Regions from separate parts of the Mus musculus genome. Here all the other regions are linked to region 6. Evidence: chromatin contacts called from public HiChIP or PLAC-seq and promoter capture Hi-C data. All regions are on one chromosome and are shown on one strand. Each heading gives the region's core, a stretch centred on a gene start, on an enhancer-like site or on the middle of the called end of the contact. The rest is flanking DNA. Distances are from core to core; before and after follow the strand shown. Region 1 holds the start of Mpc1 (mitochondrial pyruvate carrier 1). Region 2 holds the start of Prr18 (proline rich 18). Region 3 holds the start of T2 (brachyury 2). Region 4 holds the start of 4930506C21Rik (RIKEN cDNA 4930506C21 gene). Region 5 holds the start of Ccr6 (chemokine (C-C motif) receptor 6). Region 6 holds the start of Tagap (T cell activation Rho GTPase activating protein).

Region 1 (3,783 bases), core at 1,154-3,653, 360 kb after region 6:
ACATGTAGGCACAGGCTACTGCAGAACTTTCTTTTGGTCGCAGTGGGTATCATGACTCAGACATAAGCTTCCTAGACTTTCCCCGCTGTGTCTGACCCAGTGTGAACTGACTTCCATCCTTGCACCTTAGTCTCTCAAATGTTTCTAGATCTAGAGACCACTCAGAAGCATTATTCTATCCATATAATGAAACACTGATTGATCGATTGACTGATAGAGTCTCACTATGAAGCTCTAGCTGTCCTAGAATGCACTAGGTAGACCAGGCTGGCCTCAAGCTCAGAGATCTGCTTCCTGAGTTCTGGGATTAGAGGGGTTCACCACCATGCCCAGATTACAATAAAACATCCTTTTAACAGAAGATGTCACAAGTTCCAGGCCAGCCAGGGCTACACAGTAAAAAAAAAAATTACTTTCCTCCATCTCATGTCCCTTCCGTTACACTTAGGGGTAGCCACTGTCAGTGTTGTCCCAATATCTTTGCACACAAAAACATCGCTGAGCACAAATGAGTAACATACTTTATACAATAGTCCACACATTTTTTCCTGCAGATAAATACTATAATTACTTAGCACTAGAACATAAATAACTTGTTTTCTTGCCTAGTCGCTATCTAAACCAGACTGGTCTCAGAACTCATAGGAGGTCTGCCTACCTCTGCCTCCCACTTGTTAGGATAAAAGTGTACACTACCAGGCCTGGTTTATTACTAATTTGCAGTTATTTAAGACAGGATGTCATGTAGCGCAGGCCAGCCTTGAATGGGTCCTCTTTTCTCTCTCACCTGCTAAGTTACACACTATGACACACGCTGGAACGCCTTGAGGATTGTTTCCATATTAAAATAAGCTCCACAAACTAGCCTTTCCAGGGACAGCTCTAGAAAGGAATTGCTGGCCAAAGGGAATGTCCATTCTTAATACTTATGCATTCCCTTGAGTGTTTGGTTTAACTTCCTATATTCATTTCTGCCAGTGCATTCCAGACTTCATATTCCCCAGTGGCATTCTAAATTACTCAACTTTCCTTGATTTGAGGTATAATCCCCAAATTGTGCTTTTGTTGTTGTTGCTGTTTGTGTGTTTTTTTTTTTTTTTGTTTTGTTTTTTTTGCCTGGCCTTGTTTTTTGTTTTTCGTTTTTTAAATTTTGTTTGAGACAGGGTTTCTCTGAGTAGCCAGGGCTACAGAACTAGCTATATAGACACGGCTGGCCTTGAACTCAAATCCTCCTGCCTCTGCCTCTGCCTCTGCATCTTCGGTGCTGGGATCAAACTCATTTGCCACCAAGGCCCGCTTCAGGTTCGGTTTTGGTAAGGAAGAGAGTCCCCTCTATTCTCGGAAGATTGTTAGAATAAACCGGCAAAAATTAAATCTGAGAAAAGCTGCACATATTTACTATGCATAGAAGGGGAAAACCACAGAAGATTACCATTCGTTTAATAACTTTCGCCCCAAGCCCCACCCCGAGGACTCAGTGGTGACCTTGAACTTCCCACCACCCAGCCTGGTTTACGGCAGTGCTGGAGATGGAACACAGCCAGGGCTTCCGGAGCAAACCTGGCAAGAGCGCTGCAGTCCGGGCCCTGCAGACCCTTCCCTATAAGGGGAAGGTCGTCTTCAGCCTCCTTTTGGTAAACAAAGACTGACACTGGCACGAACTCAGGGGACGGGCCTTAGCGACCCTTAGCGCGGTGTGGCCTACTCGGGTGTGGCTGCGAGCAGCCTGAAGGCAGTTGTGTTCTTCACGCGATCCGGTTTACGGCGGAAGGGATTCTGTCACCTTTCCTCTCCTCAAGAGTGGTAGTGGTGACAGGAAATGTAGCCAGGCCCTTCTCATTACCTCCGGCTCAACTCTCTCTGCATTCTGCCCCCCCCCCCCCCGCCATGTCTGGGGTGTGGCTCTGAGCCTCTGCGGGTGTACAGGCTAAAGCTGCAGTATGCACGCTCCGGGCACTTATGTAACCTGTGCTTTCCACACGTGGGCAGCCACACTTCTGGAGACTGAGGCTCTTAGCTATTTTTAACTGCCTCCCTCCTCTGCACTCGGTGACTCCATCCCAAGCCGGTCGCCGCCGGTTTGCAGGATCTCACCGTCTCTGTGCAGCCGCCCGCGGGGCAAAGGGACAGGCGAGGGGTGACAGGAGCCCGACCTGCCCACCACGCCCCGCTGAGACCCCGGAAGCCTGCCCAGGACCCCCGGGCAGAGGAGTGTCACCCTCGCAGCCCCTAGCAACCGCCAGTCGTCCGGGCCGCCGGGCCCTTTTACGACGGCAGCCCCGCGGCGCGCACCGCCCCGAGGGCAGGCGGGGGGTGTGTCGACCGCGGCAGCCAATCCCGGACGCGCTCTGCGGTCTAGCGCGTTCTCATTGGTGGAGCGCCGAGCGGTCGTAAGGCTTCTCCGAGTGTCGTGAGGCGGGCGCTGGGGTGAGAGCGCCGAGGGCCTCAGCCGAGTCCACAGCGGTGTCATCTGTCTAGGTAGCGGCTTCACCGCCAACGGCACGGCCATGGCTGGAGCGCTGGTGCGCAAAGCGGCGGACTATGTCCGGAGCAAGGACTTCCGGGACTATCTCATGAGGTGAGCGTCATGGTAGGCCGTGGGGGAGCCGCCCGCTGCGGGAAAACCCTGCGGCGCCGTGCCAAGGTAGGAGAGCGGCGCACGGGTGGAACGCGCTCCTACCGGTGCCCGAGGGGACGGCGCTCCCGAGGGTACAGCAAGTGACCGAGGGGATGGCGCTCCTACCTGTGACTAGGAGGGCAGAAGGGACAGCGCTCACACCCGTGCCTGAAGGGACAGCAGGACTCAGGGGACGTAGCTCCCACCCGTGACCTAAGGGACCGCAGGTTACTGAGGGTACAGCGCTCTTGGTTAAGGCGACCTAGGGAATGGCAGGTGACAGGGAACAGCTCCAGCCCCGCGAACTGAAAGACATGGTGTGACTGGGGACCCCGCCCCAACCTGTGCCGGAGGGGACGCCTCTCCCACCCATGCCCGAGGGGACAGCGCTCCCACCCGTGACTGAGAGGACGACAAGTGACCGAGCGGACAGCGCTCCCGGGCAGGACGACCCAGGGAATGGCTGGTGACAGGGAACAGAGCTCCAGTCCTTGACTGAAAGACGCGGTGTGACTGCAGGGACGCCGCTCCGGCTCGTGACCGACCGGACGAACACCGCTCCTGGGCAGGCAGTCAGGATGCCCTTGCGTGGGTTGACGTGGGGACACTGGGTGCTACCATCCCCCTCCTCGTCTCCCGGCCCGGGACTTGGCGGGAGCGGTGCTGGAATGTGCCGGGATCCGGGTAATGGGAGCTAGAATTTGCAGCACAGAGGGCGGGGTTTTTTTTTTTTTTTGGTTTTTTGTTTGTTTTTTTGTTTGTTTGTTTTCCATTTGACGGTGCTTGGGGGAGGGGGACCGGACAATCATGTGTCGCAGCCACGCAGTGCGTCTGAGAAGAGGCATTTACTTGCAAGGTGTGTGTCCCGAGGGCTTGACATTGAGAGGTTGAAGAAGCACTTTCCAGAATTCATTTTCAGTTATAATTTCCTGGTGCCTGATTCTATTTTAAGGATCTCACAAAATTTAGAAACCGATTACAATATTTCCAAGCATAGTTTTATTTTCTTGTGATTTTAAAGTTAGATAAGTGGAGGGCTGCTTTTTAATTTTCTTCTCAGTGGTCAATACCGAGCCTGCCAGTGGTGGCATTCGCCTTTAATCCCAGCACAAGGGAGACAAGCTGGAGGATCTCTTGAGTTCAAGGCCAGCCAGTCTACAGTAGTA
Region 2 (3,676 bases), core at 1,129-3,628, 410 kb after region 6:
TTTGCCTGTGTCCTGCAACAGTGCATGCATAGAGCATCAGCGAACAACTTACAAGAACCTGTTCTTTTCTTCCATTGCGTGGCTTCCGGGGATCGAATTCGGATCATCAGGCTTGGCAGCAAGTGTGTTTATCCTCTGAGCCATCTTGACCCGCATCTCCTCTTTGAAAGTCTTTTGGTCACCTTCACTTCAGATGACCTCCCCTTGTTCCAACTGCCACCTGTTAAATAATCCCACCAAATGGAATGCGGAACAGGTTCCTTAAAAGTCTAGTGTTGTGACTGGTAGATACCCGTCCCATGCCTCCTTTCAGGTACACCTGCTCTTCCTAACTTCTTGCAAGAGGCAGAGGGAGAGGGACAGACAAGAGGCAGAGAGGGACAGGAAGAAAAGTGTCACTGATGTATAGACACTCCTCCCAGAGTCAGAAGTATGCAAGCTCTTGCTAAGGCAGCTCACATGAGGTGCTGGGATGTCGTCCCCTGAGGTCGTGCCTGGACCCAGGTTTCCTGCTTCCATTCCTCCTGACTCTCAGGGGACGGGGATGCTTGTAGCTCCCTAGGTTGCAGGCTCCTGGGCTAGACAGCAGGCTGCTAAGGTGACATGGAACATTCCAGTACCTAGTCTGAACCTAACTGTCACCCTGGTAATGGTTCATTTGCTCCTCTGGGCTTTTAACACACCAGTCTCTACCAGTTGGAGGTGGGGTTCACTTATGTGGGTTCCCCAACCAACACACTCTTCCTTGTCTTTAGTGTAATAGTCACATCTGGCTCTGAACTCTCACGTGGTGCTGAGTCTTGTCCTGTCTCTCACAGCATTTAGAGCCTCTGGAAGTGCCATGTCCTTCCCTGTAGAATGGGCAAGGTAATAGGAATGCTCGACACAGACCTACATCAGTATATGTCACCTCTTAAAGTTATTAGACTGCCTACCACCCCCACCTCTGACCTTCAACCCAGCCATTCCTGTTACTTCTGGACACCTGAAATCTTAGGAAGCAATCTGAACACGGGCAGGAAGCAGAGGATTTCAGACATCACACATTTCCACTAGCACACGTGACATCTGGGCATCCAGCAGTTTGTGGCATTTCCTCCAAAGATGACCTCCCCAGCTGTACCTACAGAAATGGCTCCTGACTCCTTTCCCCTAATATTCAATCTGCACCATGCTTACATCTCCATCCCCACAACTACCTAGAAACTAGAACCCGGACTAAAACGATACAAGCGTGCTTCAGTGTCTTGGGAGCTAAGCTGCCCATGTTCTAGTGGCCTGAGCTCAAGGCAGAGCTGGGTCCCCTGGCAGGGGCAGAAGGCTCCTGTGAGCCAGAGAGCTCTCTGGAAGCTAGCGAGCTGCCTTTGCATAGAGGGAAGGTGATGGAGATGCCTGTGTATTTGTGGGACCTATGCCAACTTCCTGGATGCTCTGATGAGAAAAGCTTCCGCCCCCCACAAGTTCCCTTGGCTACCCTGGGCTGTGAGTGTCCAGTTGCTACTGGAAAAGGACAAACAGAAGAGGAGGGGGTGGGGTGACTGTTGGCACAAGACACAGAGGCTTACCCACTTTCCCATGTGCTCACCCTGGGCCAGAGCTATTCATTGTGCACGGGGAGCAGTCTTTTAAGTCTAGCTGTTTGTTGCTCCCTTTCAGTGAAACAGGTGCCCGGTAAATCCCTTTGACTTGTAGGTGCATTGTCTTCTAACTGTTGAATGGCTAGCTTATTGGATCTTTCAGTGTTGTGGTTATGTTTTCATGTATAAACAGCCAGCTTCCCTTGTTTGTACAACACATGGCATTGCAGGCAGTCACTTGATAAAACAGAACATGTCATATATTTCCTATGTTGCTATTGTATAACAAAACCTTGCCTATTCATAGACAACAATGGCTTTAATGTGTAAATAACTCCCAAGGAGTGGTATCTTGGGATACAATGCGGGGGGTGGGGGGGGACCTAGGTAGCGCCTAAAAGCCCCACCCGGTACTGGCGGCTTTCTCTGCTATTCCAGATTGGCTCCAAATTCCTCTCCGGAGTCATCTGAAAGGATTCTCTGTCTAACGTGCAGGACTCCACCAGTGACTTGGTGCTACCAGTTCCCTTGAGACCTAGCTCTCTGCTTCTGATGGACTAATCCTTCACTTCTCGAGCCATGGGAGAACGAGAGAGGAGAGACTTGGGGTACTGGGTGCCAGCTCCCGCCCCTGCGAATGTCGGGCACTTTGTCTCCAGCGTTCAGCAGTCTGCGATAGCCGCAGCCCCTAGCAGCCCGGGACTTGGCAAGCCCTTGCCAGCGTGCGCTCCTCCTCCTGCCGCCCGGCCCAGCCCGGCGCGTCTCGGAGGTGCGATCCAGGCGACATCCAGATTCACCAGCAGTGGGGCGGCTGCTGGCGTGACCGAAGGACCCAGCTCGGAGCACACGGAGGGAGCTCCCGGGGTTGCCGAAGCGAGGGAGGGGCGGGAGGCGCCTTCGCTTGAAGGAACTGGGAGGGAGCGGGAGATGCTGCGGCTGCTAGCAGGTGGGTGTGCGGGGAGCGCGCGGCGATCAGCAACGGATGGGGAGGTGCCGGGGGTCGCCAGACCAGTGGGGCGGCTCCGCGCGCGGCGACTGAGACCCGCCCCACCCGCCCCTCTCCTTCCAGGACACTGATGCTCCGCTTGCTCGGCAGAGTCATGTCATTCCTGCCTATGCCGCCGCCGCCGCCACCACCACCGCCGCCCCCCCGAACTCCGGGGGGCCCCGCTGCGCGCCAGCTATCCCGGAGACCCTGTGCGCCGCCCGCGCCTTCACCGCCCGCTGCCTCCGCCGCCGGCGGCGAGAAAAAGAGGAGGCCGCCCGAGATGCTGCTCTCCAGCTCCTGGCCCTCCGCCACCTTGAAGAGGCCCCCGGTACGGCGCGGCCCCGGCCTGGGTTCGGGCACCCCACAGCCGGCTACCTCCGCACGCGTCCCGCCCCAGCCCTCTCCGGGCCGTGGGGGGACCTCGACCACGTGCTCCGCGCCCCGGCGGGTCGCCTGCAGCCACATCCCAGCGGGATCCACCGCCTCGGGGACCTCTGCGGGGGCGGGGGCTGGGCCCGACGACGCCACGCGCTTCTCCTTGAACCTCACCCCAGAAGCCATCCTGGTCATCCAGAGGCGCCACCTGGAGAAGCAGTTGCTGGCGCGACCCCGCAGGCCCTTCCCCACACCCTCTGCCGACCCGCGGCTCCCACTGGTACCCTGTCCCCGGACCAGGGCTTCGACCCTGCGGAGGGGTGGCCCCACCAGTGTCCCCAACGCGCCTCTGGCTGTGGCTGTCAGCAGCCGCCCTCCCCGTGCCTCGCTGCTGCCAGGAGGTCTGCAGGCCACTCTGCCCAGCCCGTGCCCCTCCAGCCTGCGCCCAGTGCTTAAGGTGTCGCTGCTCAATGAGAAGCACAAGTACGATGATGAGGAGTACGAGGAGGAGGTGGAGGTGGTGGACGAGGGCCTCGTGCGCAAGTGCACCGAGTGGCTGCGTGGGGTCGAGTCGGCGGCAGCTGCGAGGGGCCGCACAGGGCATCTGGACTCGCTGCCACACCTGAGCACCCTGTGAGGCTAGGTGGGCCTGTGGGACCCAGCCTGGCTTGAAGCCCACGGCCGCCTCCTGGGCTCCTTGCACACCTGGGCTCTTGTGAACCAGGTAGGCCAGCAA
Region 3 (3,530 bases), core at 464-2,963, 450 kb after region 6:
GGGAGGCGATTTCTCAGTTAAGGTTTGCTCCTTACTCTAGCTTGTGTCGGGCTGACAGACGAGCCAGCCAGCACACTGCCCCTCCCCCACCGAATACCCCAGCCTTCACTTGCTCACGTGGCAGGCCCCTGCCTTCTGGAGGAATCTCAGTGATCCTGAGAGGCAGGAAGATGTTTTAGGGTTCCATCACTCTGACAAAATACCCGTGGAAATGAGAAAGGAAAGATTTATCTGGGCTCCCAGTTTCATAGTGGAGCAGGGTATGTGGACAGCTGAACTTGTGCCGGGTCAGATGGCAGCAGAAGGGCCTGCCTGCGGGATGGAAGCCTCCCTTCTCAGATGCTGCCACGTGGCCTGATATTCTTTTGCCACTCTCTTTGCTGGCAGCCCATGCTCCTGGTGGCTCCTCATGCATGCGTGTGTCCGTGTAGCCACGTTTCCTCTCACAAGGACAGTGGGTTAGATCGGGGCCCATTCTGTGATCTCATTTAACTCAGTGGGCCTCTTTCAAGGACCTGTCTCCAAATGCAACCATATTCTGAGGTGCTGAGGTTGGGGCTTCAACTTGTGACTACTGGGGACCGAGACTCAGCCTGAAAATTCTCTAAAGCCAGGCCATAGATAAAGCTGCAGGTATTGGGATGCTGTGCTCCTTTTGGGGCAAGCAAAATGCTCACAGCTTGATTATGGTGATAATCGCACATCTCTGGAAAAACCCCACCGAAAGCCCACTGAGTCACAGGCTTTCAAGGGGGGAGTTTTGAGTATATGAATCACATACCTCAATTTTTAAAACTATTTTTAATTATGTATATACATGTCTGTCTCTGTATGTTCCTGTGCATGCAGTCGGAGGCCAGAGGCATTAGATACCTCTGGAGCTGGTGGTTGGGAGCTGGGTCCTCTGTAAGAGCATGCACGCTCTTAATCTCGGAGGTGTCTATCCAGTTCCTGTTTCAACCTTCTGTATAAGAAAGCATCCTGCAAAAGGTCAAGAAGGGGTTATATAGGTGGCTATGGGGGAAGAGAAGGGAAGGGAAGGGTGGAATCTGAAGCCCTGTGATAGCAGTCTGCGATGACTGCCAGTCTCCCACATAAGCCCTAAGAATGCTCTGCCCCCATTGCCAGCGTCTTTGACAAACCACCTGCCAGGACTTCTTTCCACCATCCAACACCCCTCAGCCCCGTTGCTCAGCTACAGAAAACAGAGCATGGTTTGCTGCTGGGAATCACAAAGCCAAGAAACAGAAGGAGCGCGCTTGGTGGGAGGGGGCTGGGCTGGAGGCGGAGCATGTGGCCAGCCAGAGCCAGGCAGCGGCTGTGGTCCTGTAGCCCCTCCCTGCCTAGAGGATGCGGCTGCTGGGCTTAGAAAAGCAACTTCCTTTCCAGGGGCGTCTGGGAGACTCAGAATTGTCTTGCCTGCTTCCTCACTTTCTGTAACTGTTCCTGTGGTTTGCCCACTTTGAGCCTCAGCCAGTTTGCAGCATCAAGGAGCTGCTGCTTCAGTGTACTCTGTGAAAGGGCTCTCTGCCTGTGTTTCCTAACTGCTTCCAGAACTGGCTTGTGCATCTTTTTGTTTTGGGGTACACACAGGCACAGGCAAGCTAACTGTCCAACACGTCACAGTATAAAAAAAGTCTAACTCTGTTTTTAAAATGCTGTAATTTTAAAATTGACGCACATTTTTGTTGTTGTTGTTGTTCCTGTGACAGGATGGCCCAGATCTTGAGAGACCATTTTAAAACGCCAAAGAAACACAGGGGGTGTCACACCCAAGTGGAGGACAAAGAGAAGGCAGCACAGCAGACCTTGCCGGAACAGGTAGCCACTATTTGTGTCGTTGTGAACAAAGGGAGCCAGTCTTGTCTTTGATCTTTCTCTATTTAACGGCTCAGTAAATATTCTGACCACAAAGCTACAATGAGCAGCGGGACATACCACTGCACACTTAGAACGGCAGTCAGTAGCTCCAGACAATTAAAACTGTAAGAACGTAAAATTACAACAAAGTTGTTGGGTTTTTTTGTTTGTTTTTTGTTTGTTTGTTTGTTTTTTGTTTCTTAAAATCAGTCTCAGTCTGTCATCCGAGGTCGCATGGTGAATGAAAATAGCTCAAAAGAATTATATGGAAAGTCTATGAACAAAGGCTCCTTGTTCTACGGCGCCCTCTGGTGGGGCTGAGAGGAAATAGCATTTCTGAAGCGAGGGACACACGTGGCTTAAAACAGGCCCCAAATGCTTCCCTGGCGTCCATTCCAGTCACTGTGACACCAAGGATCAAACTCTGCAAACCCTCCTGTGTTCTGTGAATCGTTTCTTTTTTATTTATTTATTTTTTTGGTTTTTCTTTTCGGGATAGGGTTTTTTTCTGTGTAGCCTCGACTACCCTTAAACTCCCTTTGTAGACCAGGCTGGCCAAGAACTCAGTGCCACCCCCACCTGGCTTGCCTTCCTTCCTTCCTTCCTTCCTTCCTTCCTTCCTTCCTTCCTTCCTTCCTTCCTTCCTTCCTATTTTAATTATTTTACCCTTGAGTTTTAAAATCCAGAAACTTGAGGTCTAGAGGGGAGACTGTGTCTCTACCTCAGGTAGATACTGAGACCACGGTTCTGAGTCGGAGGACCCTTCCCACTCCTCTGGATCCCCAGCTAATGAAGGGAGAGCAGGCCAGGCAGTTAGTTTTGGAGACTTGGTGGAGGGAATTTGGTTCCTTTGAAGGAGGCCAGTGGCCACTAAGGTGGGTGGTGGATGGGAGACACTGGGCGGCATCAGAAGTGGCCGCTGCATGTATCGGGCAGCAATCAGGCTGCAGGGCACAGGGACACGGCTAAGCATGTGGGGTTGAGGAGCAAGACCAGAGTGTACAGACTCTTTCCTGGGACCCCGATTCTGCCGTTTGGGCCCAAGCAGTACCAATTCACCCCTCTGTTTGGTGGTGAATGGGCTGAGGCTGTGAGCTTAGGGCCTGTGCACCAGCGTAGACAGAAGAATGAGGGCTGGCAAAGACAGGGAAAGAATTGGAACCATGAAGCCATCTCAAGAGTCTTAGTGCTCTAGGACAGGGAGTGGTCTTATTTGGGAAGGAATTCATTTGACCTGCTTGGTACTCACCTGATACATCAGGCATTTGAGACTCGTGGTACACAATCACCAACTGCCCCAGATTTCTGTATCTCACGGCTGACTAGATTTCTAATTAAGCACAATGAAGAAAAACACCCCCTTCATTATTGTTCACAGATTAAAGGATACTAATGAGAGATCCATGGACTTCTAAAACAACCAAACCCCCATGGTTCAGTACCAGAAAACGCGTAGATTTAGTCTTCAATGCCACACACCCATCTCACAACCCCTGAAGGCCCACACATAGGCACACATATACAAACTCGAACACACAAAGACCAAGAAGACATATTTTAAAAGATGGCCAAGCTGGGTGGTGGTGACATATACATTTGATCCCAGCATTTGGTGGGGGAGAGGCAAGCAGATCTCTATAAGTTCAAGGCCAGCCTGGTCTACAAATTGA
Region 4 (3,767 bases), core at 593-3,092, 390 kb after region 6:
AATCCCAAGGCTACAAGGAGTGGGGACAAGATTCTAGCCCAGTTTCTCTCCAGAACCTAGGCCCTTACTCATTTTATTATCCCCCACAATGGATCTAATAAATTCTTTGTAACATTGTTCAGAAGACAGGTTTGGCTTCTAGGGAACAAGAAACAATAAAACCTATACATTGGCCTTTTGTTTGTTTGGTTGTATGGGTTTTTGAGACAGGGTTTCTCTGTGTAGCCCTGGCTATCCTAGAACTCACTTTGTAGACCAGGTTAGCCTCTAACACAAGAGATCTGCCTGCCTCTGCCTCCTGAGTGCTGTACTAAAGGCATGCGCCACCACCTCTAGTTCAGTCTTTATTTTGCTTTTAAGATTTATTTATGCTCTGTTTATTTATATAATAATATAAGTTAATATATGTTATATATAATAAATACTAAATATATTTATTTATTTATTATGCTCTATTTGCATGTATGCCTGCATGACAAAAGAGGTCATCAGATCCCTTTATAGGTGGTTGGAAGTCACCAAGTGGGTGCTGGGAATCAAACTCAGGGCCTCTGGAAGAGCATCCAGTGTTCTTAACCTCTGATCCATCTCTCAAGCCCTCAGTCCTTGTTTTTAATAGTTACATTTTGTTCTATATAATTAAATTTGTCAGGCAATTTACACTTCAAGACATGTGTGTTGCCCAAGGTCTCTATTCTACATAAGATCGTACTCGGCCTTAAGAATGACAGGGGCCTGGAGAGATGGGCTCAGTGGTTAAGAGCACTGGCTGCTTTTCCAGAGGATTCAGTTTCCCAGCACCCACACAGCAGCTCACAATCTTCCCTAATTCCAGTTCTAGGGAATCTGATGCCTTCTTCTGATAGCTATGGGCTGTGCATGAATATGGTACACAGACACACAGGCAAATGACAGAAGGGGGTGGGGTCACATATATATCAAATCAGAACACTAAGAGGTTAAGTCTCAGGCAAAACTGGGTTACTAAATAGCTTTCTGTCTGCAACACATTCTAGGATCGTTGTTTATTCTTGTTACTATAATTAACACCCTATCATTTGTACAAATTAATGGGTTTCACTGTGACATTAAGATCCATGTATATGTCACCAGAATTTTTAAACTGCCACTAATTATTTCAAGTACATACTGACTCCTTCAAATCGAGGTTTCAACTATATTGTGAGTACTGGCAATTTCATATATATTGAAAAACAGACTTTTCATAACTACTGTTATCAGATTTTTTAATATAGAAGTTACTATACTTCAAAGGGAAAACGTGTAGCCATATTAAAAACTATTTTATTGGACATCAAGGACGATTTTTATTGTACATTCGTTATCATCTTTGTAATCTTTCAAAGGGCAAAGGGACGGGGCTTTCGCACTTTTGTTCGTTCAGGTCTAACTCCCTGAGAACGCTGGAGCAGTTTCATCTGTAAAAGATCCCCTTCTCTAGTAATGACTGCCTTTCGCGAGGCAGTAGGATTGACAATTAACCCTTTTTTTTTTCTTGATCCAATTTTAAGGAGGAAGCTGTTAGTGAAATCGTTAAAATAAAGGCCATTTCATTACCATCTCTCCAACCCAAAACAATCGGGGCAGGACCTGTCACTCAGTGCCTGGACAGTCATGCAACTGGACACTGTTTCTCTGCACCAGGCCGGACAGACAGCTCTAACTGTGTCCCTCCCTACTGGCTGGCTGAACGATCTTGAGGATAAGAAAAGCCACTCACCAGCCCCCTGCGGGCACCCGTGGGCGCGCCGGAAGTGACGTAATCAGGCCCGCCCCAGCAGATTAAAGAGCAAGGAGGTGCGCATGCTTGAAGGAAGCGGAAGTCCGGATTTCCGGCCGGCGCTTGAAGGTGCGGATTCCGGGCTTCCGGGTGGGCGTGGGGGCCGGACGAGCTAGGGGTCGGCGGCGTGGCAAGAGGACAGGGCTATGGAGAAGCTGCGGCGCGTCTTGAGCGGCCAGGACGACGAGGAGCAAGGCCTGACGGCGCAGGTAACGTCCTCGGCCGCGGCGACAGTGGGAGAGGGGACCGCGAACCGCTCTCGGGGAGTCGGTCCCGGATCCCCGGGACTGTCCGGTCCCCGCTTCTCTGCCATGGCCTTTCTCTGCGCCCTCCCCTCCTGCACCAAGTTCCGCCGCCCCTGCAGCGAGCAGGCCTCGGGGCCAGGCTGCCTGTGGCCGGCTCATTCATTCCAGGTCTCAAGACAGATCTGGGGCTGGGGAGATGGCTCAGCGGTTAAGAGCACTGACTGCTGCTCTTCCAGAGGTCCTGAGTTCAATTCCCAGCAACCACATGGTGGCTCACAACCATCTGTAATGGGGATCTGATGCCCTTTTCTGGTGTGTCTGAAGACAGCTGCTGTGTACTCATATAAATAAATAATAAATAAATAGATCTTTAAAAAAATTAAGGCTGAGATCTGGGCGAGAGACTGGAGAGCACGGACGTGCCAAAGGTTGCCTGTGAAGTCAGCCCTCCTTAGTAATGCATGGTTTTGTTTTGTTTTGTTTAATTAACAGAGCCCTTGTTTGCTTGTGACCCAGACATGAGACTTGATAAAGACTTACTTCCTCCAGTAAGAATTAAAAATAGGCAAACAGGAACTGCTTTGTGTTTTGCACGCTAGCACATTTTGGTGTGTCTTGGCACAGACCTGGGCCTGATTTTGTATTACATGAAGATGTTTTGTTTGTTCGTTTTTCCTTTCTGACTTATTTGTTGGCAGGGCTGAGGTAGCCCGTGTTGAGACAAGTGAACTCTATATTGTATTTTGTGTTTTGTTTGTTTGTTCTTTTTGGGTTTGTTCCAAGACAAAGTCTCACTGTGTAGCCCTCACTGGCCTGGAGCTACAAAGGTCCTCCTGCCTCTGCCTCCTGAGAACTGAAATCAGTATTGTAATTGCAATACAAAAGACCTGTACATAGTCACTTCAGCAATGGCTGTAAATATGGCTTATCCACCGTGCTTGATAGTATCAACTGCTTCATGCTCCACTCTTTGTTCTAGATCTTTGCTGTAGCTATGACCACATGTAGCCACTCAAAATGTAAACAGATTAAAATGTAGAATTTATTTCCGTAGTGGTGCATGCCGTTTTTAAGTGTTGAGTAGCATGTGGCTGCTGCTCAGACATTGCTGGAGTGTTGTCAGGCAGTGCTCTTGTAAATCCTGGGGACAAAGAAGTGAACTTGGTCCTTGGAGCTGTTTCCGGAAGAGAGGAGATTGTGTAAAGAAGAGTTCAGTCAAAGGTGGAACGCTCTGGTGGTGATAGACTGTTAGGTGGTTATCCGTTGTCACTGTGGATGTAATAACAGTGACTGATAGAGGCCTCCGGTGCTACGGTTACAGTGTTAGTGGAAAGTGCGTGGAACAGGTAGAGTGGGTTGGGAAGCTTAGGGTTGCCGTAGTGCATAGGGTAGTCAGCCTCTCAGGTAGCTCAGGGAAGCTCTTCCTGAGCTCCCAACTAGGAGAGAGTGGCAGGGGTGGCCTCTGTGTGTGCTGGGCCGGTGACTGGAACAGAGGGAAAGAGGGACACAGGTAGGAGACAAAGGCAGGAAGGCAGGAGGTGGAAGATTCTGCGTCCCATTGGGTCTCTTAGGCTGTGGAGAGGGTTTCGATTCACTGTGAGTGAGTGATACTGTATTAGCCACTTTCCCATCGCTGAGCACAGTACCTGGCAGAAACAGCTCAAGGAGAGGGAAGGTATGTCGTGGTTCCATTTCAGAGCTTTAGTCCATCTTGATGGGAA
Region 5 (4,090 bases), core at 313-2,812, 310 kb after region 6:
TGTAATGATGAACCAGTTCCAGATGTGGCATTTGGAATCATCTAGAACTCAGGCCGACCTGAGGCTGTATCATTTGTTCCCTTCCCTGAGCCGGGTGGGTCAGAAGGCATGAGTGACGTCTCTTCTGCAATTCTATCAGCAGTGAAGAGCCAGTGCTGCCTGTGTGATGCTGGGGATGTCACACCTTGGCCAGTTCATTTCATTTCCAAGTACCCAGATGATGAAGTATCCCCGATGATAGAAACTCAAGCAAGCCTGTGTAATGAGAACTGAAAGTCTCCCCCAGCTGTATGTGAATTCAAGGTGCTTCAAAAGCAGTGTGAACCCACAGTTCCTTTCTAGGGATGAGCTGTCTCCTGCATCAGTGTAGAGATGGGAGGTGTCCAGGTTCCTGCTGCCTACCTTGCCTCTGTCCCCGCTTTCCAACATCACTCTTGGCCCCAAGGCTACAGTTCTCTTTCAGAACTTCCTTCCTCTCCATCAGAGACCCTCTCACATGTGGTTACTGTATGTAACAGAGTCCACCAGCTAGCTGAATTACAGCGAAGGCCACCATACTGGACACACTTGATCTCACAGGGCTTGCTGTCCTTTGATCAGCATGTAAATCCTTCAAGGTCAAGGACTTCACTGTTTGGTTCCCTGCTCTCTCTCTCTCTCTCTGCTCTCTTTGCCCTATGTTTCTCTCTCTGTCTCTCTCTTTTTGTCTGACTCTCTGTTTCTCTCTCTGCCCCCTCTCTGTTTCTCCTTCTCTCTGCTCTCTATCTTTTTGTCTGTCTCTCTCTTTCTGTCTTTTTGTCTGTCTCTCTCTGGTTTTGTCTGTCTGTCTTTTTGTTTTTGTCTCTGTCTTTTTTGTCTGTCTTTTCCTCTGTCTCTCTCTCTCTCTCTCTCTTCCCCCCCTGTCTCTCTCTCTCTCCTCTCTGATCTCTGCTCTCTGCTCTCTCTTATTCCTGGAACACTGTACTGCACAGACTGGGCACTGAATGAGTGTTTGGTGATGGGAGAGATGGATGCATCTCTGTAGAAAAAGTCTTATTAACTGAATCCATCACTCCAGATGACTCAACACCTAAGTGAGCTGGCCTTTTTTCACACTTGAGAAATAAGGGTAACAATATCCATTTTTCAAAAATTATTTGTCAAGAGTAAATGGTAAGTAGCCTTGCCTTGTGCCACATAATTATTGATGGCGTTTTATGATATCACTGAGACTCACAAGGACAGGAGAGGCATGGGTGCCAGAGCCTTGGGTTGTCACCCACCTTGCCTACCAGAAATCGCTGGTGTTTTCCACCAAGAGCCAAACAAAGACTGTCCTGGTGGTGCTGAGGTTTTTACACTTCCTTCCTCCAGTAGCAAAAATACGGGTTGCTGACTATAGTCCACTAGGTGGACAGGACCCCCTTTCAAAGAACTTTACAGTTACCTAGATGATATGTAATTTCCAAGAATCAAGAAGCATTCCACAGACTTAATAATTCTGAAATGAAAAAAATTTGCATGTCACAGTGAAATCATTGACCTAGTTACATAAGTGCCCTCCTGCCTCCACCTTTGCTACCTCCAGTTTGCAGCGCTGAAAACAGAACACTTGTGGTAAGGTATCTACCCCAGGAGGGTGAAGAACAAGCCACACACTGCTTTGGGGAGCCCAGCTTGGAGCAGAATAGCAAGAACAGACACGGTGCTAGTAACCTGCAGTTCGAAGTCATCACTTTCAGTCCCCTGTGACCAGGGCCAGGGTCTCCACACCTGTGAGAGGAAGCAAAGATCTAAGGAATCTGAAATTTGAGAGAGAAACTGCAGCTGCCAGTTTGTGGGTTGGAACATTATTGGTAAGTTTTGTTTCAGCTTGGACTTTGGGAAAACACTAGGTTTCTGCTGTTGTAAATGGCAGGCTTTAAAAGAAGAATAATATTGCCGTGGTCACATCACCAAGTCCTGGGTGCTTAGAGACTTGGGTTCCTTCAATCCCGTTTAGATGAAAGCCAGGTGCTCACTTTGGTAGTCTTTTGAGTGCCGTGAGTATTTTATTCTATGGGACTTAGAACATCAACTGTTGCTCCAACTATGTCTAGGGTTGGAAAGGAGTCATGCCCTTGGGTGCTGCAGGAAAGAAGTCTGAGTCTCCTGAGTTTTTCAGGTGTTAGGGTCTCTGCCCTTTCTACTCCATAAGGAGATAGAATATGATGTATTTTTGTTTGGTTATATTTTTAGACAAGGTCTCATATATCCCAGGCTGGCCTTGACCTTGCAATTAGCCAAGGATAAGCCTGATCCTCTGCTACCATCTCCTGAATGCTGAGATTACTGGCATGTACCACTGTACCAGGTTTTCTGAGCTGCTGGGAACTGAACCTAGTCTTCCATGTACACCATGCAAGAGCTTGCCTTGCCTCTCCCTCCCTCTCCTTCCTTCCTTCCTTCCTTTCCTCCTCCTCCTCTTCCTCCTCCTCCTCCTTCTCCTCCTTCTTCTTCTCCTTCTCCTCCTCCTCCTCCTCCTCCTCCTCCTCCTCCTTCTTCTTCTTCTTCTCCTTCTTCTCCTTCTTCTCCTTCTTCTTCTCTCCCTTTCTTTCTTTCTTTCTTTCTTTCTTTCTTCCTTCACTTTTCAAGACAGGGTTTCTTTGTGTAGCTCTCTGCCTCTGCCTCTGCCTCTGCCTCTGCCTCTGCCTCTGCCTCTGCCTCTGCCTCTGCCTCTGCCTCTGCCTCTGCCTCTGCCTCTGCCTCTGCCTCTGCCTCTGCCTCTGCCTCTGTCTCCCAAGTGCTGGAATTAAAGGCATGCACCACCACCACCTGACCTGAATTCAGTTTTTAATCATCCACTACTGAGCTCTGAATGACTTACTGAGAGCTTGCTATATTGCCTTCAGGCTGGGTGCTTCTCTCAGGGGAGATGCTCAGGTGTGCCTAGGCACAGTTATGATAAATGAGCCTGTCTGATTTCTCAGCCTAGAACTTCTAGAAGCAAAGAGTTTGTGGGAATGCCAGCCAATGAGGCAAGATAGACCTTGAGTTACTGGCAAAGGCTGACAGAAACCGCTAACACAGGCACGCCTAGAACACAACACCTAAGTCATCACAGGCAGCCCTCCTCTAAGGCAGTCAGCATTTGACAAAGAGGCACGGAACCATTTGCAATTCGAGAGACCCCTCTGGAGAAGCACTGTCTGTAATAAGGACAGGAAGTGCAGATTCTACAAACCCAAACTCTGGTGCCCTTGTTACTCAGGGCTGTCCTGGGAGCAGGGTGAGTCACAGGATGGTCCCCTAAAGTGGATGAAGCTCAGCAGAGGGCATGGACCCAGAGAGGAGGAAAGGGTTGAGGCAGAGGGACAAGGTCAGGACAGAGAAGGAGCCTCTGCCTTGTGCTGAGAGAGAAAGCAGCGGGTGATCCCAGAGCCCACCAAGTAGAATGCACAAATCTACCCAACACTTCTGCGAAATTCTCAGGAGAACTCAGGATGGCGTGACTGGTCGGAAGACATTCTTCCGATAACATCAATGTCCAAGTGAAAGTGACAAACTTGCGGGTTTCTCGGTGCTCTGGGTTATTGAGTGTCATTTAAAGATGCTGTTGTGCTTTGACTAGGACAGCATCGGACGTCCACGCTTTCCCCTGCTGCACTAAGTGCCTTGGGCTTCCTGAGTCCTGGCTTCTATCTAATAATATCTTCTAAGCCAGTTCCAGAAAGAGGAAATGAGCAGAAAAAGAGGCCATAGCCAAAATAGATACAGCAGGCCCCTGCCGTCAGCCTGGGTGCTTCTCCCAGGGGAGACGCTCAGGTGTGTCTTCATATATACTGACTATTTTAGGCACAGTTCTGATAAATAGGGCTGTCTGCTTTCTCAGCCTGGAACTTCTAGAAGCAAAGCGTCCGTGGGAATGCCAATCAATGAGGCAAGATAGACCTTGAGTTACTGGCAAAGGCTGACAGAAACCGCTAACACAGGCACGCCAACTCCATACACTCCCACGGCCACGGAGTCAGACTCACAGTCCTGTGAGCTTCAAGCTTCTTCATTTGCTGCAAAGAGGATGCTCACCTGTCCTCAGCAGAGACTATGAGCAAAGGCCAAGGAAGGCAAGACA
Region 6 (3,520 bases), core at 409-2,908:
GGCCCCTGACCTGACAAAGCGGGTATAGACAAATGAACCACTTGAAGTTACCCTGAGGGAAAGCATAGACTGCTTTGGCGCTCGGGATTAGAAGGCCCAGCTGAGTGACTTGAGCAGCTATGGCCAGAGGAGCTCTAGTTGTCTGGCCTGTGACACAGGAAGGCCCACTTCAGCTAAGAGTGCTGATAACTATGTGCAGTGAGGCTCTTGAAATACAAGTATGTGGCATATATAAAGGTGTTAGGTATGACTTAGCGGGCTCACATTTTAACCTCGGTATTCAGAGTTCATGGTAACGCCAAGAATGAGGGCTGGTGTCCCCAAGGCCAGTGTTTACACCGAGGCACGGGAACCTTCCATCTCAAGAAAAGTTTGAGCTGTTTTTTTGGGGGATGCTGCAGATGCTCAGGCTAAGAGTTCTATAACTCAGAAGACGGCTCAGAATTAAGATGAAAAACCTTGTAAAGTGGGCTCCATTTTCACATCATCGAGAGAGCCTTCTGTCTGGTGAGGAGAGAAGGCTTTCTCCAAAGTAGCAGTGTCCTTGACATTAGAGAAGCCCAACACCAATCCTGGATTGGGGTGCAGCTCAGAGGCAGAGTGTGTTCTGAGGGGCAGGTTTTAATCTCCAGCTCCAAAAACATAACGTCTTAGACAATTCTGTGGAATACTACAGAGCCAAACATCAAATTATCCGTGGAATGTTCAAAGCCATAGCTCTGAGGTGGGATGCCAATACACACACACACACACGCACACGCACACGCACATGTACACACACACACACACACACACACACACACACGACCTGATTTGATCTCGAAGGAAGAAGAGGAGGTGACACAACAGAAGATGCCAGATTGGAGGGCAGTTTTACATGCAATATAATTTGCAGCATCTGCATTTCAAACCGTTGTGTTCTTCTAGATTTTCCAAAGATGCTACCATGTTGACAAACATGTGACGCTTTTTGTTCCCTTTACAAAGTTGTTGATCCTAAAATGAACACATCTGTACCCATCTGACTGACTCCGTACTTCACAATAAACTTAGGGCAGTGGTTCTCTACATGAGAAATAAATGAATTTCTCAATGGGCAATTCCCCTAGTTCCAAAGAAACTGGTGTAGCTTTCGAGGGTAATTTTCAAAGAGGGGAAGTCATCCCTCCATCTCCGTCCTGGTTTTATAGCAACACCCTGCACCTAGATGTGCCAATTGATATCTAGTCCTGGATGGAGAGGATGGTGGGTGACCGGGAACAGCACCCAAACAGGACACCCAGAGCAGGGAGGGGCCAGCAGGAACAACTAGAAAGGAAAGTGATGTTTACACACAGAATAATAAAATTTCTCATCCTGCACACACCACCTTTGACATCAACCAGAGCCACTGCCTATGTTCAATATGTCATGGTTTCCACTCCTAGTAGTTTGTAGACATTTTTACTTTGAAATGGGGGGGGTGGGAATTAGGGGGGTTAGGCTTGGAAAGAACCGGCGCTGCCCTAAAAGGAATGAGGAAGTGAGAGCAGAGCAGTCTCTGGCTGGCTTTGGCTGTGTAACAACCCATGATGTTCCTTCCGGCCCCAGTAATATTCTGAGTTTCCACCTGCCCGCCCCCGCCACATATAACACTCAGCACACGAGGCTGAGGGCCCAGTGCCTTGTCTCTGTGGGTGGACTCCTAGGGTCAGAGTGTCATGTTGTGTCTCCCGTTTTCCACAGTTCGCCAGAGGTAAAAAGAGCTCTGGCTGAAGACCGTTGCTGGTAAGTACTGTAGATTAACAGGACAAAACATAAACTGCCTTGTGGGTCGAGGGTCTTGGGTCCCTGAAGTGTCAGGGGCCAGTGCCACTAAAAACAGCTCTATTGAGAAACATGTGTCAGCCTTAGAAGGACTCTGAATGGAGAATGCTAGGGGCTGTGTGTCAGCTGCCAGCTTGGGGGCTTAGGGATTCTGTAAATGTTATCTTTTGTTTCTGTACACTGTATATATTGTCCTGGAGGTAAATTTCTGTCTTACTTGGGTTTCATGAGAGTGCAGAGCTTTTAATATAGTATGTGCGAGCACTCAGAAAAGCAAGTCTTGGTTGTTGTAATGTGTACTCAGGCTCTCCTGATGGGAACTTAGTAACTCGTAACAAAGTTTGGGAGTAGTAAAGGCGTGTGGCTTAAAGAATTTAGGATTAAGTTTCTCAGAGGCTGTTCTTAATCATAGGTGACATTTAGGAAGAAAGACTGATGTTATCTTGCTTCATGGAGTCGTAGGAATTTTTATTTCATTTGGATAGAATAAGACACAATGAAAACTTGGATGAGATTCTCAACGATGCTTCTTAGTGGGAGCCCAGTTTTAGGTGAACACTTTTCTATCCAGTAGCTTTAAGCTCTGGGTCCTTTTTTGTTTTGTTTTGTTTTGTTTTTTGTTTTTTCAAACTGACTTTGAAATTTGAATTTGACTGGACTAGTTATTCTATTTTCTAACTCTTTTCATTTATGATTTGTTGTACACAGGATCAAAGCCTCGAGGTAGTGGACCCCCCTCTTGGACTGTCAGTCTCCATTCCAATGAAGCTGATAAGCAGTCTCGATGGTGTACGTAAGTCCTTTGCACCTACTCATTCATCTTGTCCACAGACAGGGGCTGAAGGACCTTCGCTGATGTTCTTTTTCCTCTCTTTTAGTCAAAAACACTTAATGCTAACAACATGGAGACATTAATTGAATGTCAGTCAGAGGTAAGAAAGTAATGTTTTAAACTTTTTATTTGCACTGTAATTAGATAAAAGACATTCTTTTGTTACTCATTTGGGTTATTTAATTATTGGTGTGAGATGAATATCAGATTATAAACTAAACACGTCTATTGAGATCTTCCAAAATAATGTTGATCTGAGAAGATAAAATACAGAATCAATGCATTTGACTTAATTTTCAAGATGAATAAAAGGCCGTATGTGCATTTTATGGAGAAAGATGGGATGTCTTTGGGTGTCACTATTTTAACTGAAATGCATGTTTTCAGGGTGATATCAAAGTGCCTCCCCTGCTGACATCATGTGAGAGTGAAGACAGCATTTGCCAGCTAACTGGTGAGTTTGAAAACATACTGATCTCTCCTGTGCGCCTAACTAGTGCTCTGTTTGCCAAACCACAGGGCTTTTACTTTACTGAGATTTGGTTTTCTAAGTGTTCTGAGAGAGCGCAGAACATTAACCCTTGACTAAGACAGCCAGAGCTGTAGGAGGGGAGATTCTGTCCGTGGCCAGTGCCCAGGGACACACGGGGTTTCCAAGCGGGCTGCCAAGTCTTAGAACTTGTAAGCTTTGAGGATGGAAGCGTGCACACATTGGAGAAACACATTGCCCTGCCCACCGCTTGCTTCCTTCTCCAGTGGAGACCAAACCTAAGCGCCCGTGAGGCAATTGTTGCTGATCTACAACATCAAAGAATCAGGCATCCTTTCTTACCATCTTTCATAACACATTTCATTACGATATGCATCAGATCTGACCACCCC

What was found. Promoter capture Hi-C pulls out the DNA fragments that hold promoters and counts their contacts. HiChIP or PLAC-seq counts read pairs in DNA pulled down with a chosen protein or histone mark. Capture Hi-C pulls out chosen DNA fragments and counts their contacts.
Region 1: a promoter capture Hi-C map of hematopoietic stem and progenitor cells shows a contact between it and region 6. The contact joins the promoter of Mpc1 here to the promoter of Tagap in region 6. A contact is called at or near these places in 6 of 39 promoter capture datasets (the C10 cell line, the HPC-7 cell line, hematopoietic stem and progenitor cells and 2 more), 5 of 115 datasets of contacts at active chromatin or transcription factors (bone marrow-derived macrophages, memory CD8 T cells, regulatory T cells and 1 more) and 1 of 9 other capture datasets (liver).
Region 2: a promoter capture Hi-C map of pre-B cells shows a contact between it and region 6. The contact joins the promoter of Prr18 here to the promoter of Tagap in region 6. A contact is called at or near these places in 2 of 39 promoter capture datasets (cranial neural crest and pre-B cells) and 1 of 9 other capture datasets (liver).
Region 3: a contact with region 6 is called in an H3K27ac HiChIP or PLAC-seq map of thymic regulatory T cells, with 4 times the contacts expected there. The contact joins the promoter of T2 here to the promoter of Tagap in region 6. A contact is called at or near these places in 4 of 39 promoter capture datasets (the C10 cell line, the HPC-7 cell line, embryonic stem cells and 1 more) and 4 of 115 datasets of contacts at active chromatin or transcription factors (large pre-B cells, memory CD8 T cells, microglia and 1 more).
Region 4: a contact with region 6 is called in a promoter capture Hi-C map of pancreatic islet. The contact joins the promoter of 4930506C21Rik here to the promoter of Tagap in region 6. A contact is called at or near these places in 4 of 39 promoter capture datasets (the C10 cell line, the HPC-7 cell line, hematopoietic stem and progenitor cells and 1 more), 1 of 15 datasets of contacts at CTCF or cohesin (large pre-B cells), 4 of 115 datasets of contacts at active chromatin or transcription factors (bone marrow-derived macrophages, large pre-B cells, memory CD8 T cells and 1 more) and 3 of 9 other capture datasets (adipose tissue, liver and pancreatic islet).
Region 5: a promoter capture Hi-C map of the HPC-7 cell line shows a contact between it and region 6. The contact joins the promoter of Ccr6 here to the promoter of Tagap in region 6. A contact is called at or near these places in 5 of 39 promoter capture datasets (the C10 cell line, the HPC-7 cell line, hematopoietic stem and progenitor cells and 2 more) and 1 of 9 other capture datasets (liver).

The regions. Positions count from the first base shown.
Region 1 is chr17:8,281,384-8,285,166 of GRCm38.p6, forward strand. It overlaps Mpc1 (mitochondrial pyruvate carrier 1), which reads left to right and starts at 2,404. Exons shown (of 5, transcript NM_018819.5): 1 at 2,404-2,578. The coding sequence starts at 2,508.
Region 2 is chr17:8,338,361-8,342,036 of GRCm38.p6, forward strand. Prr18 (proline rich 18) reads left to right here and starts at 2,379. Exons shown (of 2, transcript NM_178774.4): 1 at 2,379-2,523; 2 at 2,647-3,676. The coding sequence starts at 2,654. The coding sequence ends at 3,577.
Region 3 is chr17:8,370,683-8,374,212 of GRCm38.p6, forward strand. T2 (brachyury 2) reads left to right here and starts at 1,714. Exons shown (of 11, transcript NM_001161832.1): 1 at 1,714-1,821. The coding sequence starts at 1,714.
Region 4 is chr17:8,309,276-8,313,042 of GRCm38.p6, forward strand. 4930506C21Rik (RIKEN cDNA 4930506C21 gene) reads right to left here and starts at 1,843. Exons shown (of 5, transcript NR_073374.1): 1 at 1,742-1,843. Sft2d1 (SFT2 domain containing 1) reads left to right here and starts at 1,828. Exons shown (of 8, transcript NM_134114.2): 1 at 1,828-2,010. The coding sequence starts at 1,948.
Region 5 is chr17:8,234,481-8,238,570 of GRCm38.p6, forward strand. Ccr6 (chemokine (C-C motif) receptor 6) reads left to right here and starts at 1,563. Exons shown (of 3, transcript NM_001190333.1): 1 at 1,563-1,835.
Region 6 is chr17:7,924,342-7,927,861 of GRCm38.p6, forward strand. Tagap (T cell activation Rho GTPase activating protein) reads left to right here and starts at 1,659. Exons shown (of 10, transcript NM_145968.2): 1 at 1,659-1,767; 2 at 2,515-2,595; 3 at 2,685-2,738; 4 at 3,026-3,092. The coding sequence starts at 2,569. All of the region lies in intron 4 of Gm1604a (predicted gene 1604A), which reads right to left.